3 separate regions of the Mus musculus genome follow, and regions 1 and 2 are each linked to region 3. Evidence: chromatin contacts called from public HiChIP or PLAC-seq and promoter capture Hi-C data. All regions are on one chromosome and are shown on one strand. Each heading gives the region's core, a stretch centred on a gene start, on an enhancer-like site or on the middle of the called end of the contact. The rest is flanking DNA. Distances are from core to core; before and after follow the strand shown. Region 1 has its middle 5.0 kb from the start of Gm22434. Region 2 overlaps Fmo2 (flavin containing monooxygenase 2). Region 3 holds the start of Kifap3 (kinesin-associated protein 3).

The links. Promoter capture Hi-C pulls out the DNA fragments that hold promoters and counts their contacts. HiChIP or PLAC-seq counts read pairs in DNA pulled down with a chosen protein or histone mark.
Region 1: a contact with region 3 is called in a FOXA1 HiChIP or PLAC-seq map of pancreatic cancer cells. The contact joins the enhancer-like site here to the promoter of Kifap3 in region 3. A contact is called at or near these places in 3 of 39 promoter capture datasets (cranial neural crest, frontonasal cranial neural crest and second pharyngeal arch cranial neural crest) and 1 of 115 datasets of contacts at active chromatin or transcription factors (pancreatic cancer cells).
Region 2: a promoter capture Hi-C map of liver shows a contact between it and region 3, with 3 times the contacts expected there. The contact joins the enhancer-like site here to the promoter of Kifap3 in region 3. A contact is called at or near these places in 7 of 39 promoter capture datasets (the 3T3-L1 cell line, the C10 cell line, embryonic stem cells and 3 more).

Annotation. Positions count from the first base shown.
Region 1 is chr1:163,111,063-163,115,459 of GRCm38.p6, reverse strand. No RefSeq gene overlaps it. Among named protein-coding and RNA genes, the nearest start is that of Gm22434, 5.0 kb to the left of the region's middle. Within about 2 kb of position 1,464, at least 31 of the 459 cell types and tissues checked have an H3K27ac peak or open chromatin away from gene starts, as enhancers often do. A contact at or near this core is called in pancreatic cancer cells, where this site is marked.
Region 2 is chr1:162,889,609-162,893,639 of GRCm38.p6, reverse strand. The region is part of intron 2 of Fmo2 (flavin containing monooxygenase 2); the gene reads left to right. Among named protein-coding and RNA genes, the nearest start is that of Fmo2, 7.1 kb to the left of the region's middle. Within about 2 kb of position 1,274, at least 39 of the 459 cell types and tissues checked have an H3K27ac peak or open chromatin away from gene starts, as enhancers often do. A contact at or near this core is called in liver, where this site is marked.
Region 3 is chr1:163,777,081-163,781,168 of GRCm38.p6, reverse strand. Kifap3 (kinesin-associated protein 3) reads right to left here and starts at 1,586. Exons shown (of 20, transcript NM_001305643.1): 1 at 1,267-1,586. The coding sequence starts at 1,298. Gm51663 (predicted gene, 51663) reads left to right here and starts at 1,629. Exons shown (of 2, transcript NR_165475.1): 1 at 1,629-1,796.

The sequences.
Region 1 (4,397 bases), core at 215-2,714, 670 kb after region 3:
CCCTCGTCTAGCTGTCTCATGGGAGACTATGCCAGTGCCTGGCAAATACAGAAGTGGATGCTCACAGTCATCTATTGGATGGAATACAGGGCCGCCAATAGAGGAGCTAGAGAAAGTACCCAAGGAGTTGAAGGGGTCTGCAACCCTATAGGATGAACAACAATATGAACTAACCAGTACCTCCGGAGCTCGTGTCTCTAGCTGCATATGTAGCAGAAGATGGCCTAGCCGGCCATCATTGGGAAGAGAGCCCCTTGGTCTTACAAACTTTATATGTCCCAGTACAGGGCAACACCAGGGCCAAGAAGTAGGAGTGGGTGGGTAGGGGAGCAGGGCGGGGGGAGGGTATAGGGGACTTTCAGGATAGCATTTTAAATGTAAATGAAGAAAATATCTAATAAAAATTGAAAAAAATTCTAATCTATGTGGAAACTAATTGGGACAATGTTTCCCCAGGTGCACCAATGAGTAAGCAACGTTGACTGGCTGATGGGGAGATATCCTTGGGGTGAGTAACATGTTCTATGTATGAATCAGAAAGAACATGTTTTACATAGGCATAGTGTAGGTAATTGAATATAAAATTAAACATCATTTACTTAAACTTTTGTGACCATATTTACTTAATTAGAAGTACACATTCAATACCAATGTCAGGCATTGTTTTTACACCCTAGAAATGTAACAATGGGTTTCCCACAAAGAACAGTCAAAAATCATCTTAAAATAAGAGAATCTGCCAAGGGCTAAAAATTAAATGGGGAGAGGAGAGAGATGTCTGGCCAGCCAGAGGAAAGCTTGGCCACATTAAGGGAACTGTTGGAGGTGAGAATTAGACTTCTACTTATTATTTCTTAGATTGTACCCTCTTGATTTTCTTTTAAAATCCTTATGTATTATCCTCAATAATGCAATATAAATATGTTGACACACACTCCCAACCATATGGGTTCTATCTAAAAGCTAAGAATGTTGCCGAACTATATGGACTCAGCAAAGTCATGGTTAAATAGCTAAGAAAGTTTTCATATTCTACATTTCTATACCTTACATTGTCAACTTTGGCTTCTCACCTAGCACAGAAGGCTAGGAAGAGAGCATGGCAGTCACTGAGACTTTGGCACATAAACTTTCCACTGTCTCCATAAGCACGTCAATGATGGCCCAGTACCATTTGCTAACCACAACCTGCTTTGATGAGGGATAGTGATCGTAGAGTAGAAAAAGCAGCCATTCTCTAGCTAGTTCTTGCAAGGCGGCTGCAGTTTTGCTAACTGTTTACCCTTTGTGTTTCATGAGCAACTAATGCTGGCTGCCTGAGGGTCTGGACACAGATTTTTCTGAAGAAACAAAAGCCCATGACAAACGTCTCAGAAATTTCTGTTATGTGCTTTCCCCGAGAACCATGATGCATGAATGACGTATGGATTAAGTAAACATGACTAATGATACACAGATGATAATGTATAACAGACCCACAGCGTTTGTGTAAGTGTGTGCTTACCCTCTCTCCACCACACTGGCAGCTCAGGGATAGCAGGCTGTTCCACTTTACTGGGGACCCACATAGCTGCTGATCAGCAGAACACCTTGCACACAGCGAGGTCTCAGTACACATTCTTGAATATATGAATAAACAATTGCATCCAAGTCAGAGCAGATGCGTAAAGGCTTAATATGGGAACCGAGCTAACCGCATTTCATGTGTTAAGGTAGCTAATGAGTTGCTGAAAGAGTGACATGTAAATTCCAGTGTTTCAGCATGCTCTCCACTCTCTTGTCACTCTCCAAATTAAATACATGCATCTACTGTTGCTAATTTAGACTGTGCCTTACTTCAGAAAGCAAAGGTAAGACACATTTGTCAGCCTCATAATTAACACAGGCAGAAAGATGTGTCAGCTTTATCTGGAACTAAATAGTTGGCAGAGGGCAATTATTGAATCAGAATTGTAGCTAGGTGGATGGGAAAGCAAAAATAGAGTTAGAAATCACCACCTTACAAACTCTAATAAGCTAATGGCGGTAATCAACAGCTATCAACATGCATTAAAGCATGAGATGCAAAACTCATGAAGAACCTTGTAGTAGGTGGCTCAGAATGGCAGTACTTTGTATGGTGTGGTGTGGTGTGTGTGTGTGTGTGTGTGTGTGTGTGTGTGTGTGTGTGTGTGTGTGTGTGTGCGTGTGTGTGTGTTTTGAGACAGGGTTTCTCCATGTATCCCTAGCTGTCCTGGAACTTGCTCTGTAGATCAGGCTGACCTCAAACACACAGAGATCTACCTGCCTCTCTGAGTGCTGAGGTTAAAAGCATGCATCACTGCCACCTGGCAGAATAGCAATCCTTAAGTGAATGTTTTATCATACAGTGATATTACTAGGCATTTAGTGACTGCCATTTAATCATGACATAATCTAAAACCAAACATCTGAAATCCTAATATATAAACACACGTGAGGTCCAGTGCAGCTGGAGATAGTCACTCACAATGTCACCGGAAAGGGTAGAGTTCCCCACATGTGACCTCACTCTAGAGAACAACCAAAGAGAGACAGTCAGGGTAGGGGTTGCTGGGGTCCAAAATGTGAAGTTTCTTTGTTCTCAGGATTTGTCAATTTCTTGGTCCCTCAGTGTGCTCACCCTAGCATCACTATTCAGAATTTTCATTCCAGAGGTATGGCTTATGGAGTCATTCCTCTTGTGGTCAGATATTATCCTTATCCTTCCTTACATTCCCACAAAGCTAGCTGATACCAGCTGGCTCATAGTTTCCATCTCTGACCACAGGCTCAGTCTTTCTTGGATGCCCAGGACTCATTTGGCAGCTGACACTGGGAATATATCACTAGGTACCTTACTTGGATTTCAGCCGCCCACCACGAAGAAGAGCAAATACATTTTTATAAGTTGGGAATTTCCAAGAGTTTCAGATGTGCCTTTTCAGAAAACAAGGCAGAAGTCTACCCATTTAAAATGATTATTATATTACCATCAAGTGATATAATCACAGGTTAGCTGAATTTTGTAGGGGTATGACAATTCACGAAAGAAACAGAGCTCACAGAACTGGAGACTGGGTGATCATGTTTGTAACGGTACTAATCACACAGCGAGGCTGTGCAATCAAGTACGATCAAGGGAAAAGAAGATAAAAAAATAGAATATATAGAAAGTGTGTAGTACAATTCATCCATAAAGAAGAATGGAATTATGTCATTTGAAGGGAATAGATGGGACTGGAGATTGTCATGTTATGGGAAGCAAGCCAGATTTTAGAAAGGTATCTTATTTTTTTCCTCATGTGTAGAGTTTGGAGCAAAAATAACAAGAAAATAGAGATAACGTATTAGAAGATGGAGGTGCTCATCCATGAGAGTAAGGATGGGCAACGTAGAGACAGCAGTCATCTAAGTATATGTGTATATGAATTTGTCACCACAAAACCAATATTCTTTGTAATTCGTCTTCACTAAGTAAGCATTCCCCATAAATGGTAAGTGTGTTAATGTCTAAACTATGCTCACCATTTGATCTGCCCATTTATTACATGAAGACTAGTGGATTTCATTTAAAATCTCATTGTCTGCTACATTGCACTGGAGGGAACTTTTTTTTCTTTATATCACTGTGATTGATACTACAGTTGCTATCCAATGCCATAGATTTTTACCTGTCTTTAATAAGGAATAAAATAAAGAATTATCATTTATACACCATAATAACTTGGAATATTTTCCTAAATTTATTCAGAGAAATGTTCAATTAAGAATTTTTTCATTGTAGTGGGGAGAATTTGTACTTTAGATGAAAATTCCTTTTATAAATCTTTAACTTACTAGTCTGTATTAGATTTCCATTTATTCTATTTCTTTGTTTTATTAATGAAATATACACTGGTTAGTTTTATCTGTCAATTTACCACAAATTTACAATGGAATAAAACTGGGAAGAAAGTCTTAATGAGCAAATACCTAGATCAGTTTGACTTGTGGGCATGACTGTGGAATATTGACTTTAATGTCAATTCAATGGGAAGGTCCAACCCACTTTGGGCAGTATCATTTGCTAGGCAGGGATTTCTGCACTGTGTAAGAGAGGATAAAACTAGCTGTAAATGAGTAAGCATAATATTTATTCTCTTTGACTGTGGATGTGGTTTGACTTGCTTAAGTTTCTGCTTTAACATTCCGTTAATGATGGACTATAATTTGTAATTGTAAGCCAAGTAAATCCTTGCCTACATTGTGTTGAAACTAGAAGAAAAAACTGTCATTATAACATACCCCTTAAAAAAAAACCCTTTGCCAGGCATGGTGGTACACGTCTTTAATCCCAGCACTTGGGAGGCAGAGGCAGGCAGATTTCTGAGTTCGAGGCCAAAGTGAGTTCCAGGACA
Region 2 (4,031 bases), core at 25-2,524, 890 kb after region 3:
TCTCCCTCTCTCCATTATCACTTTTACAGCTCCATGAGCCAGATGCACTTGAATTCAATATAGTAATAAGCTCTACAAAGACAGAAAGTATTCTTTTTTTTTAATATGTCATTTTGCATTCATTTGGGATCTACTACACAGCTGTCAGCATAGAGAGTATCAGAAATAGTGCAGAGAGTACATGGTGTTGAATCAACTCCATGGGGTACCTGCCTGACAAGAAGACAAGCCTGTAAAAGGATTATCACCCACTGCTTCTCAAGTGAGGTCATAGCTCCACCCATTGTAGCTAGCTAGTAGTTTGATTCAGCTCAGCTGTGAGAGAACAGGACCAGGTGCTGGCCCCATAGGTTTTGGGTTGGGTTTTAGGACAGAAAGTATTCTTGTATTGTTTACTTCCTGTCCCCAACCCCCAGCTCCAGCCTGGCCAAGATAAGCATTTGATACGCACCTGTTTATTAAGTCAGTATTAATCAGTGTCCTTTCACGACTATGAAAATTGTGCCAATTTTAACCTAAAAAAAAAATTACCCAAACACAAAGACTTTTACTTCAGTCAACAAAATGTGTGAAGAAGCACGTATAAAGAATTTGTTGGGGCTGGGCGTGGTGGCGCACGACTTTAATCCCTGCACTCGGGAGGCAGAGGCAGGCGGATTTCTGAGTTGGAGGCCAGCCTGGTCTACAAAGTGAGTTCTAGGACAGCCAGGGCCACACAGAGAAACCCTGTCTCAATAAATAAATAAATAAATAAATAAATAAATAAATAAAAGAATTTGATGGCAGGGAGTGGGGAGTGTGCAGTGGTGGGAAGATGAGGGGTAGGGCAGGGAGTTCTCCTTGCAGAGGAGTCACAGGGCTTTAGAAATTCTAAACATGCTACTGCTCCCAGCCAGACATTGCTTTTGTCAAAAAAAAAAAAAAGAACCTGCTTCTAGCAGTCAAGGCTACAGGAAAGATAATTGCTTTCTCCTTAGAAGACAGCACTGCCATTGCTGTTTGGTGCTAATCTATACAACTGAACCTTCCAAAAACCATTTCAGCCTGGCCTTAAAATCTGTGTTAGACCCCAAAAATCAGAATGAGGTCTTCTCCCCCTGGAACCCTCCTTTAAAACTGTACCCGACAGAGATTCTGATCAAAGTTCTATGCAATGTGTGGATTCTTAGGAAAGTCCTAATGTTTTGGCTACTATGCAACAAACCCTCTCAGTTTAAATGACTAATGTGTTTCTGCCTTGGCAAGGTTCACTCTCGTGGTCTGTTAACAATTGTGAGAGAGGCAAACATTGACTGGCCACATAATTTGGAGGCAGACATTGGGCACTTTATCTAATCTCTGTAAACCTCGAAACAACTGTTTAATGTTTGCATTATTGACCAATCCCACTTTACGTGGAAACATGAAGAAACTGGATTGTGTAACTGGTCTGTCTCGGTAGAGGCATGATGAGAGGCAGTGGGATCAGCCCCAACGGTGTCTTCACAGGATCCTTACTGTTTACTCTGCACTACTCAAAATTATGTCGTCTTGAGAGGTGAAGGGGGAGCAGGGGAGAAACACATTTCTTTGCTTAATGAAATATTTCCTATTTTAAGACTGTGGGTGGCTAAGAAGCCCCAAGTATTCAGTCTTGCCAAGAACATTGTGTTCAATTACCAAACAACCAGGAAAAAAAAAAGGTTTATATAATTATATGAGTGTAGTATTATGCAATTTGAAGCTGATGTTTGAAAATAAAGTTCAAATCATTGTATCCCTTTGTGTAAGTCAGACAACACTTCATTCTACTATGACACATTTCTGAATTCTATACATGTACAGGTAGTTCACGATGGGATCACTATGGGATCACTATAAATGCTGCCTAGAGACCATCTAAAAGCTTCATAGTCTGCCCTGGACCTCTTAGTCCACGCCACCAGCAACTGGGACAGGGTTTCTAACCAAGTTAAGATTCTAGTCCAAGAAAAATAAAAGCACAGCTCATGGAGAAACTCCTATTATAGGTGTATGAGAATAGAAAATGAACAACAAATAAATGAGAAAGAAGAAAGAAGATGAGGGGGTAAGGGAGGAGGATATTTATAAAGTAATCTACATTTAGCAAGAATTCTGAATACTTCTCTTGAATAACCTACCCTGACAGTGAGTAGACACTGAAGACGATGCTGATACTAAGGCCCTCACTGGCCCCTTATGTTGAGAACTTTTACTCGTGAACAATGAGTCACATAAGCTTGCCCTTTTTTTTAACTCACCTAGATCAAGTACAACCTCTCTTGCAGAACATCTATGTGTAGTAGTGAGTTGCTGTACCAGTTCTTTTTCTATCAGCAGAGTAACTGATATATCCTAATTAACCTTCAATGCCACAGTGAGCTCTAACAGTATCAAAGTTGAGGATTAACGGCATCCTTCAGAAAAATGGACCCGACTATGGAACACCTCTCACATCATTGTCTCACAGGCGAGAGGCACAGACTGGTCTAGACTTTTCTCTTTAAAGAGAAACAGATGTGTTGGTGACCTCATCTAACTCCAAAGACTAAGCTTATCTTCTTCTAGTCCTGGTTACCTCTTTCACCTCTTGTTTTATCTCTTTATGTATACAGTTTTTGAGATGGAGTCTTGCTCTCTACCTATGGCTGGCTTAATGTTCATTCTGTAGTTCACACCTGGTGCCACACCCATCTCAGATGACCACTTTCAATGGTGCCAAAAAACTAAGGAACTGAAAAGCTTAGAAGGCAAGGAATAATTTTCTATTAACAAAAATTACAAGAAAGAAACATGCACACTTGATTTAAAATGCTGGTTGGATTGCAAGTGAGTGTTTAAGTTTTCTTTTTAAACTTCTCTGCATAAGAGATTATGGTGCCATACAAGCAAGACTACGTAATCTCTCTTTCAGTTAATGAGTTTCTACAAACCACCATCTTTACAGCCACCTTAATTCATAGTCAAATAGCAATTACTATTTTTCTGGATTAATAGCTTAGTCTTTGTGAACACAGAAGCATCTGCTGAAGAGTTCTTGGGTACCATTATTTAAATTTTCTAATAAAAACCTCTCTGGTCATAAGTTGATTTATAAGCTCTGATCTTCAGTCTTAGCTACTTACATAAATTTACATTTATTATTAAGGATATTGTACAGAGCAGGACTTTAGAAGAAAATATTAACTCAGTCATAACATGTACTCTATGGGACTTTTACCAAGGCACAATTGCATACATTAAAAATCAGGTTTAAGGATCAGTTGGTGTTTTGGTTTGTTTCCTGTTTCTCTGATAAAACGCCAACACCGACCAAAACCTTCTTGGGGAGGAGAGAATTCATTTCTACCTATAGGTTACTATCCATCATCAAGGGAAGCCAAGCAGAAGCTCAAATCAGGATCCTGGAGTCAGAAACTGATGCAGAAACCATAGAAAAATGCTATACTGGCTTGCTCAACTTGCTCTCTTATGACATCATCCACAATGGGCTGAGTCCCTGTACATCAATCAGCAATCAAGAAAAGGCCCTACAGATATGCCCAAATGCCAATTCCTCTGTGAAAGTTCTTTCTTTCCAGGTGTCTGAGTGTATGTCAAGTTAACAAAAAAAAAAAAAAATGGCATTTGATCATATGATCACCTTCATCACTTGGGGAATAGAGCACAAAATAACGACCCATGTATATCAAGATGTAAAGCCTTCCTACTACTAAAAGCAATCATTTAACTTTATTTTTTGTATCTAATGTCCCAGGATTTATTAGTCCTTAAAAAGTAGAAGGTCAATAAAGCCTCCCTAAGGTTTTGGGAAGACAGCTGGTTCACAAAGACTGGTGTTAAATAGATAGGGATGCTAAATACTCTTCAGTGTGCTAAGGGGAACAGATGCCACATGGGCCAAACACTAGGGCTCAACTTGCTCTCTTATACAGCTCGGGCCCCCCTGCCCAGACATGACATCATCCACAGTGGGTCTGAGCTAGGTCCTCTGGTCGCACAGCTTAGTGGTCTTGTGAGACTCTCAACAA
Region 3 (4,088 bases), core at 337-2,836:
ACAGATAAAGAGTGTGTGTACAGGAGTATGGGAATGGGCACATGTGTATATGGTAACAAAATGACGTTAGAATGAGTACTCTGACCATGTATTTGTTTTTATTACATATTCCTTTTTACAAATCTCTACTGAAAGTCTTCTCATTTGCCTTTTCGTTAAAGATATAAAATGAAAAAGACAAAGCACTGTGTTCCCTTGTCTTGTACAAGCAGTATAGTTGATTTATCTTACAACTATTTGACTATGTTCAAGAATCCACTACCACTTGCAAGATTATTTCTAATTTCTTGCAAGATATGGCTAGAACCCTATCAAGTAAGGGAAAATACACTTAACAAATTTTATTAGGACTTAATGTCACCACCTAACATGCATGGTTTTTCTCTCAAAAGTATTTTCATACTTTGTCCTTATGTCCTTCAGAAAGTATTATCTCTCATTTTCAAATGAAGTAATTATGTCCAAAAAACCAAATCTATGTGCTCTTTGCAGTGGATTAGCAACAGAGCTTTAACGAAAAATAGAGACTCTACATTAGCATTTTAAAAGATTTATTCACTGCTCCCTCACAGTTGGTTCAGTGAGAGGTATATTTTTCTAACCATGGGTGGTCTTATTTTTCTACAGACATTAAGGAATCTCACAAAATTTCCTTTTTCTTGGTGTAGCTGATATCATACATATGTAAAAAAAAAAAATAGTAGGCTTTCGCATGCCAAGGTCTTAATAATAATGAACTTCCTACAGAAATTATACAGTGTATGTGACCGTCAAGTGAGTAAAGTGGACCAAGACCAGCTGACTGAACATCTCAATCCAGTCTTGCATAAAGCAAAAACCACCACGTCCGTCTTTATTCCACACACCCCACCATGATTTATGAATCTCAAACTGAACACAAATTGGTGATGTGACAGAATTCATTTCCAAGCTTCCATGGGATTTATCTATTGAGGAATCCAGGAGAGTGGGGCAGAACAAAAAACAAAACCTAGGAAATATGGGATTTATCTCGCCTAACCTGCCTCTTAATGAGGTTATAGATTAATGTAGCAAGGACATCATCAGATGCTGTCAGGACACCTCCAAGCCAAAGAGGACCTCGCGCCCCCGCAGGGCCCATCCTTTATTCCACCCCATCATTTTCTCCTCTTTCTTTCCTTCCCTGCGTCCCACCCCTTCTCGTGTCTAGCTCTGCCCCTGGACATCCCATGGTCAGCCGGGAAACACCTAAGGACCTGCTCAGGGCGGAGCCCGGGTCATCACCTTTTGAGGTATCTGGCGTCCTCGCCTTGCATGGCGGCGGCGGCGGCGGCAGCGGCGTGGGGAGAATGGGAGTGTCTGAGAATCTGGGAGGGCTACTTCCGGAGACCCGGCCAAAGTACCCTCAAAGCAGAGCGGTGACAGTCCCAAGGCCTGCAAGGCGGGGCGGCGGTGGCGGTGGCGGTGGCGGCGGCGGCGGCGCAGCGGTTACCACGGTGAACCCGCCGGCTCCTCCCACTGCTCCTGGGCCCCAAAACACTGGAGCAGCCCAGACCCGCCCAGAGCCGTCAGGGCCGAACTCTCCGCAAGGCGCATGCGCTCACGCGACAGCTACAGTCTGCGCAGGCTCAGGGTGAGGCTCCTGCGACAAATCTGACGCTCCCAGGAACAGCGCAGGAAGGGTTTGGTACTGATCTGGGAGCCTGTGATTTAGAGGCATATTCCTGGTCACTGCCCCCTGGAGGATGGGAAAGGAAGAAGCATTGCAAGCTGCAAAATTGGAACGTAAAGTCCTTAGCGTGAAAGGAGACAAGGTAACCAGTGAACCTTCTAGCTAACTAATGATGGTGATCAGACTAGCCTTTGACAACAACTTCTTTGGTGGAGCTTCTATTTTGGAACATGTAAAAGGTTCTGCATTGATTGCACTGAATTCTAGCTGGTGGAAATAGTCTGTGATGTGGATTGGATCAACTTTGAAAGTGGCATTTAAAATCCCAAAGTAGAAAACACTCCCTTCCATTATAACAAGCCAACTTCTGAACTTCCAAATCGTCCACTGATTAACTTTAACTCAAGATTCTTGAGAAATTGTTTCTTCTAAGGCAAATAATTGCTGACAATTTGGAGAGAGAAAAGAGCCGCTTTTTAGCCAAAGCAAGCTGTCTGCTCTGCTTTGAGATCCTTTAACCTGTCCATCACCGTCTTCTGGTATCACATTGTTAGCCATTCCTTCAAAAGAGTTAATAGTGATAGATTTTTATGCATAAAATGTCATGCAGAGAGACATTAAAGAGATGTTTTATGCCCCTACCAACTCACACCAATTAAATTTATTTCTGATAAAGTTGTAACTATTCTTTCAATTTATCAATAAGGAATTCCAGGCAAACTACATTCTCCATATTTATCAAAGTCTTCTTAACAAACTGTCACAAAGTTCTGTCTTATCGTTAAGGTAGTCATTATCTGCAGCTTTTTCTCTCCATCCACACTCTGATGATTAGTCTAATCGGTTCACACATGGGATTCTTCCTAACTGGACTTTCTATTTCAAATATTGATTATTCAAACCAAGGCAAAAAATGCACAAATTATCGTTCACAACATCTTTAACAATAAAAGCAAGGCACACTACTTTAAAGCAGTGGTTCTCAACTTGTGAGTCATGACCTCTCTGTGGGTGGAAGGACCCTTTCACGAAGGTCTCTAAAGTCATTGGAAAACACGAATATTTACATCAAGAGTCATAACAGTAACAAAAGTACAGTAGTTACGAAGTGGCAACCAAAATCATTTTATGGTTGGGGGTCACCACAACGTGAGAAACTTATTAAAGGGTCATAGTGTTAGGAAGGTTGAGAACCACTGCTTTAAAACTTCTGTAAAGGCTGGCAACGAAGCCTGCCTCCACCTCTGAGAATGTGAGTTCTATCTCTGGGACCCACACCATGGGAGGAGAGGAAGCTACATCTGCAAGTTGTCCTCTGACTTACACATGTGTCTGGTGACACACCACACACACGCACACACACACACACACACACACACACACACACACACACACACACACACGCACAGCAAAATAACTAAAAATATCTTTTTAATATAAAGCCTTCATATACCTAAACTTAAAAGATCAAAATATAGTTTACATTCAAATGAACATATTAAAGATTCTTGCAGAGGCTGAGTATGACTTGGAGGCCAACCTAGTCTATGTAGCCAGTTCCAGGTCAGTCAAGGATAAAAAGCAGAACCTGTTTTTTTTTTTTCCATTTTCATTAGGTATTTAGCTCATTTACATTTCCAAAGCTATACCAAAAGTCCCCCATACCCACCCACCCCCACTCCCGTACCCACCCACTACCCCTAGTTGGCCCTGGCGTTCCCCTGTACTGGGGCATATAAAGTTTGCGTGTCCAATGGGCCTCTCTTTCCAGTGATGGCCGACTAGGCCATCTTTTGATACATATGCAACTAGAGTCAAGAGCTCCGGGTTACTGGTTAGTTCATAATGTTGTTCCACCTATCGGGTTGCAGATCCCTTTAGCTCCTTGGGTACTTTCTCTAGCTCCTCCATTGGGAGCCCTGTGATCCATCCATTAGCTGACTGTGAGAATCCACTTCTGTGTTTGCTAGGCCCCGGCATAGTCTCACAAGAGACAGCTACATCTGGGTCCTTTCGATAAAATCTTGCTAGTATATGCAATGGTGTCAGCGTTTGGATGCTGATTATGGGGTGGATCCCTGGATATGGCAGTCTCTACGTGGTCCATCCTTTCATCTCAGCTCCAAACTTTGTCTTTGTAACTCCTTCCATGGGTGTTTTCTTCCCAATTCTAAGGAGGGGCATAATGTCCACACTTCAGTCTTCATTCTTCGTGAGTTTCATGTGTTTAGCAAATTGTATCTTATATCTTGGGTATCCTAGGTTTGGGGCTAATATCCACTTATCAGTGAGTACATATTGTGTGAGTTTCTTTGTGAATGTGTTACCTCACTCAGGATGATGCCCTCCAGGTCCATCCATTTGCCTAGGAATTTCATAAATTCGTTCTTTTTAATAGCTGAGTAGTACTCCATTGTGTAGATGTACCACATTT